Linked DNA regions of Oncorhynchus mykiss: region 2 is linked to region 1. A link is a contact called in public Hi-C data. All regions are on one chromosome and are shown on one strand. Each heading gives the region's core, a stretch centred on a gene start, on an enhancer-like site or on the middle of the called end of the contact. The rest is flanking DNA. Distances are from core to core; before and after follow the strand shown.

What was found. A called contact is a pair of places that touch in the nucleus more often than the background predicts.
Region 2: a Hi-C map of liver shows a contact between it and region 1, with 4 times the contacts expected there. The contact joins the promoter of LOC110491367 here to the promoter of LOC110491385 in region 1. A contact is called at or near these places in 2 of 3 Hi-C or Micro-C datasets (blood and liver).

Annotation. Positions count from the first base shown.
Region 1 is chr16:12,337,687-12,341,271 of USDA_OmykA_1.1, forward strand. LOC110491385 (protein phosphatase 1B) reads right to left here and starts at 1,255. Exons shown (of 8, transcript XM_021564789.2): 1 at 880-1,255.
Region 2 is chr16:12,543,549-12,547,661 of USDA_OmykA_1.1, forward strand. It overlaps LOC110491367 (inositol polyphosphate multikinase), which reads left to right and starts at 1,863. Exons shown (of 6, transcript XM_036946201.1): 1 at 1,863-2,811.

The sequences.
Region 1 (3,585 bases), core at 5-2,504:
CCTGAAGAATAGATAGGGGGTCAGAGTCTAGGTGACCTTACACAATCTGGGTCAGCAGGTGACAGACCTCGCCCACTGCCCCTGTCAAGGGTCACCCCAGAATGCCACACACACCCCACCTGGCCCACTGCTACACCGACGCCAAACCACAGAGGCCCTGCTCTAGCTGTGCAGTAGCAGGGGTTTGTAGCATGGTGAATGGACCAGTCCTGGGTTAAGATTCTACCATTGGTGGGTGAAACTATAAAGCTACATTTATGGTAGCATTCTAAATCACCCAGACTGGCCATCACAGACCACTAGCATTGATTTAGTTAACTAGTTGGATAGTTATCTAACTGTAGTCAATGGTTAACGTCAGTTAGCCAAATGCCAGTATGTGTCGGAGTTAAAAAATATGCGATGCTAATTTAACGCAGCAAAATGTGGAGTGGGGGAGGCGATTATATAATTAACTGTGCTAATAATATTACATTTGATCCGATTAGGTTAAACGCGTTAAACACAACTGCCAACAAACCAAACGATACAGTTAACTGGCAAGGTGTCACCTGAAAAATAGGTGGCTAACGTTAGTTCCTCTAAATTGTTGGCAAAACAATGACATTTCCCAGCCCACGCACGGAATTGGAAAACAATTGATGCACCTTTTAGACCGACGTTGACAGTCAAACGCACGTAGCCAAAAGCAGCTAACGTGCAAGCTAATGTTAGCTGCTACCCAAACTAACGTTACACAACAGCATGCGAGAATCAATAGAGTAGCTATCTCTGCGATAACGTCAGATAGCCTAGCATGGCCTATTAGCATTTTGCTAACGTTAGCAAGCTAACCAACAACGATTGCTCCACCAGCTAAACCTCTTCACTTATACTTACGTTTCCAACTGTAAAACGAATGTAGATGTTTTTGAGGTCCCTGTGTAGTGGGTATTTTCGTGGTGATGTGTCGAGCTAGCTGACGTTCTTGTTGTGTTTCCTTATTTGACAAAACAAAATCGGCGAGTTTGGCCTCAGATGAGTGGCGATAATTCCTTTCTCGGCGGTTCCCTGTTCGGATGGCGTAGGTTTTTACGCATGTTTGATACTAACTAAGTTTGTCACATCAAGCGAAAAAAAATATATATTCTGTACGTTTCTACACAAATATGGGCAGGCAGTAATAGTTAGCTAGCTATAATAGACAACACAGACGAATCTCGCACTTTCGTCCTTTGGGTGCTGAACAAGAGGAGGTGCTATTTTCGATATTCGTTCGCTGATTGGTCATAAATTCTCGAGGACGCTAACACTGATTTGTTGAAATCACTCTCAATCAGTTCTGCCCCCCCGTTCAAATCTGCCGTTTCATTGGTTGTTGTTTGTTCCTCTAACATTCTGACGTTTCGCAAAGTTGCGCTCGTTTTCCCCGATGGCGTGTCCTGAGATCCGCAGATGAGTTTAGGGGTCAGTTACAACAAAACATTAGTTTTTAGTTAAACGAGATTAACAAATGTATAATAAAAAACACACACAACTCCACACTACAAAATCTCCAGTGTTAAAAAAACCACTAAATTAAAACTGAGAGTGCTAAATCAACACAAAGTGTGGAGCCTGTGGACCCATAGATACCGAAACAGTGTTAAATGAACATACTGCTTAGTGTAAAGCCTTATTCAAATACTTCCCAGAATGCCTTGCCTTTTTGGACCCAAGAAGAGTAGCTGTTGCATGTGCAGCAGCTAATGGGATCCTAGTAAACTACATTTCCCGGCATTTGGAGTAAATTTTAGTTACCACGGTTTCCACTAGACAGCACAGCCACAAAGTCAAACTTGCATATGTCGTAAAAAAACGGGGGAAAAAACGAGGTTAGTGTTAAGCATAAGGTTAGAAGCGTGGTTAAGATTATGGTTAACACTAGGGTTAGGTTTAAAATCACATTTTAAGAAGATTCAAGAAGATTTTAGAAGATTTTAAGAAGAACTGTAGAAATAGGTGGGGGTTGTTTATGGCTTTGTGTCTGTGGTAGTTAGTGACGACCACTTACTGTATTTGTTAGTGACAGAGCCATGGTTATTACATTAATTCATTTTCAGTCCTATGAACTTCACCAAGTGAGATCCCAAGCGAAAATGTTATCATAAAAATATATGTTTAACACAATAACATCTGTATTTCATGAGGCCTTATTTTGAGGGCCTAGTTTTTCTTTATGTATTTAACTAGTAAAGTCTGTTATGAACTAATTATTATTTACAATGACAGCCTACCCCAGCCAAACCCTAACAATTGTGCACCACCCTATGGGACTCCCAATCACAGCCAGTTGTGATACAGGAAATCAAACTAGGGTATGTAGTGATGCCTCGAGCACTGAGATGCAGTACCTTAGACCACCTGCGCCATTCTAATCCAGAGGCCTGAAACGCATAAATATCACTTTGAACCAAAACCACACCCATCGTTATCATATTTCCCAGCATGCTCTATTGCAGGTAGATTTTTTGAATTGTTTGTTTCAATAGCTATGTTAAATCCTATCTAATATCTAATTAATCTTACGTTACTCAAATATAAATTACAACAATTTTCTAAACTAATTCAATATGTTACTGGGATTTATGTTACTGAAATGTTTGTTCCAGTTCAGATGCTTTACGTAGGCTCATCACTGAGTCTTGCGGCCGGAGGGGGTTTGAATATGGAGGATGAGGACAGGAGGTTGATACGCGTCAAGTACAAAAGTGGAAATTCGCAGCTTGTAAGATAGCAGAAAAGTTGAAGAAACAAGAAAAACCTGTGACAAGAGAAGTTATTGAGAAAGAGAAGCAAAAAAAAAACGAAATTGCGCTACAGCAGTTCGGATGTTGAAACTGACAAGAGGAAGGTGGTGGCAGGGTGGAGGGAACAAGGAAAAAACCTCAGCAAATCAAATGTATTTATAAAGCCCTTTTTACGTCAGTAGATGTCACAAAGTGCTTATACAGAAAGAGTTGTTGGGTGTCAAGTACAAAAATGGAAATCCATACTTTGGTAGCTCAGAGAATGAATCTGATGAAAGTGATATAGAGTTTGAAGGAGTTGAAGAGAGAGAGGTTGACATTTTTTTATGGAGGAACAAATTCGGATTCGGAGCAGCAAGGTGTGGAGGTTGATATCTCTGTCAAGAGTGGGACGAAACGAAAGGATGGCAAAGATGATTTTGGCCCAGTGGGAGTGAGATTCTGGGGAGAAAATGTTTCCTTGCCTTCTGACTGGTCCTTATCTGGTGTCCTGTTGGGTGGAGAAGAGGTTTGGGGACTGTTGAGTCAATGAAAGTACCTCGAAGTGGACTCAGTATTATACACTGCTCAAAAAAATAAAGGGAACACTAAAATAACACATCCTAGATCTGAATGAATGAAACATTCTTATTAAATACTTTTTTCTTTACATAGTTGAATGTGCTGACAACAAAATCACACAAAAATGATCAATGGAAATCAAATTTATCAACCCATGGAGGTCTGGATTTGGAGTCACTCAAAATTAAAGTGTAAAACCACACTACAGGCTGATCCAACTTTGATGTAATGTCCTTAAAACAAGTCAAAATGAGGC
Region 2 (4,113 bases), core at 613-3,112, 210 kb after region 1:
CCCTGAATACATATGTAAATAAGGTATTTCTGTTTTTTTTCTTTCATTATGGGTTATTGTGTGGAGATTTCATAGCAAAGGGTCTGAATACTTATGTAAATAAGGTATTTCTGGTTTTTTTTTATCATTATGGGTATTGTGTGGAGATTGCAGAGTTAAAAATGATAATAATGCATTTTAGAATCAGGCTGTAACGTAACAAAATGTGGAAAAAGTCAAGGGGTCTAAATACTTTCCGAAATCACTGTAATTGTGCCCAAAGTGATGATGATTGAGTGGACATCTTCAAATGTAATTCACTTGTTCATACACCCTACCATGTTTACAAGATAAGGCGCAATTATGATAACGTGATTTTCAAACAGATAAGGCCCAATTCCCACAACAGTGTGATTTGTTATTGAGTCTTATTTACACAATGAGACATCAGAGCACTGGAAAGAAAACAAGGGATGGTGGTTGAGGACTCCATATTAGTGTTTCAAAATGACAATCATAAGATAAATGAAATTGCTTTGTGCACAGTGATGGGCAAATATAGCCCAGTATTACTCCTTAGTCCAAGGACCTTACATGCTCTGTTTAAAGGGCAAAGTGGCTCTGAAGACAAAACTGCCAAATACTCCCATCTAAACGTGGAATCGATTCTCAATTGTGGTACGGTTCTAGAAACATAAATCGCTCTACTTTCATATCATATCTAAATAATTTCACAAATGGAAAATACACACTTACTGTACACTGATCTAACCAATTTTAACAAAGTTGCAGCCTACAGTATTTTTCAGTGGCAACACACACGTCTGTGGCCTCTGTCTTTCGTTTACACACAGGTGTAATTAGCACAGGTAGTCCACTCTGTCTTCCGTATGTTTTCTGTAAACAAGCACTGTAACATGGAAATATGGGAACCCTAATAAAGGTGTGTATTGTGATGAATGGGTTCATTCACACTGTCTACTTGTGCGAATACACTAGAGCATGGCAACAGTTATGAACAGGGCCATTTAGCATATAGTCGCATGTCTTTGCTACTTGCCTTCGTCCAATGACTTTTATGTGTAACGGTTCTGAGAGTCATGATCAAGGGCTGGGGCTAATAGAGACCTCCTGCAAATAGAAAACATGAAAGATGCAATAGCAGAAATCGCTCCTCCATTTCCTGGTTGCTAAAATTTGAATAGTTCCCCTAATTTTAGTTTATGTGACAAAACAAATACATGTCTAGAGAATCATCCAAACCTGTAAAAAGAAAAACATTTTCGTAACCAAAAATATTGTGTTTTCAGCTGTAAAAGATGCAAATGTATAAGAAGCAAAAACGAAATTTAAGAGCGGGAAGCATAGAAATAACGTACATAGAACAGATCTACAGCTTCTTAGGCTTGCTTTCAATGAGAATGACAGATCTATAAAACATTTCTATGTGAATTTGGTCAGTCGTACAAAAAGTAAATATTCACAGCTTTAAATTAAATCGAATCATGGTTTTACCTTTCGCTTACTTACCTATAATGCAGGCATCTTCGTTAGGCATTAAACTCGATTAAACGGTTGATAATCTTGTGTTGCAAGATCTTGTGTTGCAATACTGTCAAAATTACCTAGAAAGTGGTTTACACTAGATAGCACAGCCACAAAGTAAAAATTGGCGATATTATAAAAATGTATGAAAACAATAATGTACTTTTTGGTCTTCATTTAAGGTTAGGTTTAATCATACGGTTATTCGTGCGGTTACGGTTAAGATGTGTTGAAATCAGATTTTAAGAAGATAAATTGAAGAAGTGGGTGGGGTTTATGACTTTGTGGCTGTGTTAACGAGTGACGACCCTAGAAAGTTGAGGATCATAGGCAATGTTTTCGACAGTGATGGAAAAGCCACTGCGCTGTAGCTGTTGCCAGAAGTTGATATAATTGCGACAGTAGGGGCAGTGTCGAAAGTGTTGTTAGGTAACGTTAGCTTGCTTGATGGAATAGCCGCCCAGCCACACACATTGGATAATGTTCGAACGTGAAGGTCCTTGCAACTCTTTAAAGACATCGATAGCGTGTCCGACATTATATTGTTTCCCATGCTGTTTTTTTTATTGATAAACAATTTCGGGTCAAGGAGCCTGTACGTCAGATGTGATGTCACTATTAGCAGCCTGTCTTTTAGCATTGTGGGACGTGTAATGTAAGCAGCAAACAACGGGGCTTGTTTGTAATGTATGTGTTTTCCAAATAGCAATCTAAACGGGTCGCGCTATAAGTAGTTTAAAGGAAATTCCACATTTCGCCATTGCGCGCAAATATAGGTCTTGTGTCATCAAAACAGTTTCGGGAGAGCAGTGTGTGTATACGTCTCTCTTGAGGAAGTGGGATGTGGCCAGACTGTATTAATGTTGCCGACCAAGATATGAAACTCATTGTAGCAGTGCTTTTGGAGCCTTGCTACATTTTAAATACTAGGTTAGACTTAGTGCTGAACGCGAGCCCATTTGACGAATTCGATGACACCCCTCGGTGCTCGAAATTGTGTGGGGGGTTGCTCAGATTACCAAACTGATATCAACATGTGAATTAAAGATTACCTATTTTATTTGATTAAAAGCCATTGAATTGTGAATGTCAACTCAACATCAGATAATGGACTCATCTTTAGCTTTGGGAAGACTGGAAATCAATAGACCCATGGTGAACCTGGGGACTTGTCTCTCCGGCTCGGTGAAGGAGAAGACCGCTCAGGGAGGATCGCAGGCGGCGCACCTGAACGGATGTGTTCCGCTCTCCCATCAGGTGGCCGGTCATAAGTATGGCGTTGATAAAGTAGGTCAGTGACTGGACTTATCAAATGTGTTTTCCTTTCGCCAAGGTGCATGTTTATCCACTAGTGAGTGGCGTTTCATTGTGTAATCTTGGTCTGCATGGTGGAATAGCTCTCCTTTGGTTCAATAACAATACTCCAGAAAAGCTGACAGAAGTAGACTACACTGTCTTTCCAGGATAATTTATCTCCAGGACAAGAGTCATGAGCAAGGAAGCCACTGTTATAGGTTTCATCATGTCAGGCAATAACAGAATAGAGCACCTGCTTGAAGCCTTTTGTGTACTTGGGTTGATGCATGTAGTATCAGCTCACTAACTATTGTAATGTAGGAACTGAAATCCAGGGTTGTAATCATTAGCCAAACAGTTAAAACTAGTTTCTATTGGACAAATTCAGGTAGGTCTCTCCCCGTTTTTGTTTTGTGGGGGGGTTCTTCATCACTTCTGATCGTCCACTTAGTTATAGCCTACAGCCTCACCAAGCAAATTGCCAGTGGCTATAACCTAAATCATGAAATAGGCTTTACAAAATCCAATGCTTGAAGTAGACTCCCTTAACTAAAAGTGAACTCTCAAGAGTGGGAAGAACCAATGTATTATTTCTGGCCTGGGAGACAGTGACAGAGCACCAGTGTAAATGGGATTTAATCCTGGTTGTCTCTGCTAAGAGCCTTTCAGTTGAATCCTACACTCAGGTGGGAATAGGTGTCATATTTGTATTTAGGTCACATAAGACTCTTGATACAGCTGACCTCTGAGTTGATTAAACGCTGACACTTGGGAGTGTTTATTTCCTACCATTTCACAATTTCAAGCCATTTCAGTTGTAAGATTCAAGGTGCGCCCGAGGCAGTCAAACTCTGACATATCTCAGAGAGGAGTGTGGTCCACCTCTTTTTCCAACTCTTATCTTATATTAGAGCAGTCTCACACAGTGAGTGTATAGTGTCAGACTTTATAGGTCACTGGTGTTCAGGTGTTTTTCTATAAGATCCATAGTTTTATGACTTCATGTAAAACACAAGTTAACCTTTGCACTTCTCAGTTAGGTATTACAGGTGTCCAAATGGCAATCTGTTTGGCCCTGTCTGGGTTTGCAAAGGTACGGTGTATATTACTATATACAATTTTGTAACTTTCCAATCTGATGAAATCTAGTGGCATTTTTGGGTACTTCAGATTATCCCAGGTGTCTGTAATTATCTCTGGCTCTCTGTGTGGCCTTATCACATGTAAAATAATCAAATAAGATGATTTTAAAATAAACAAATAGAATGACAAAGCTGTAAAACATTATCCTAA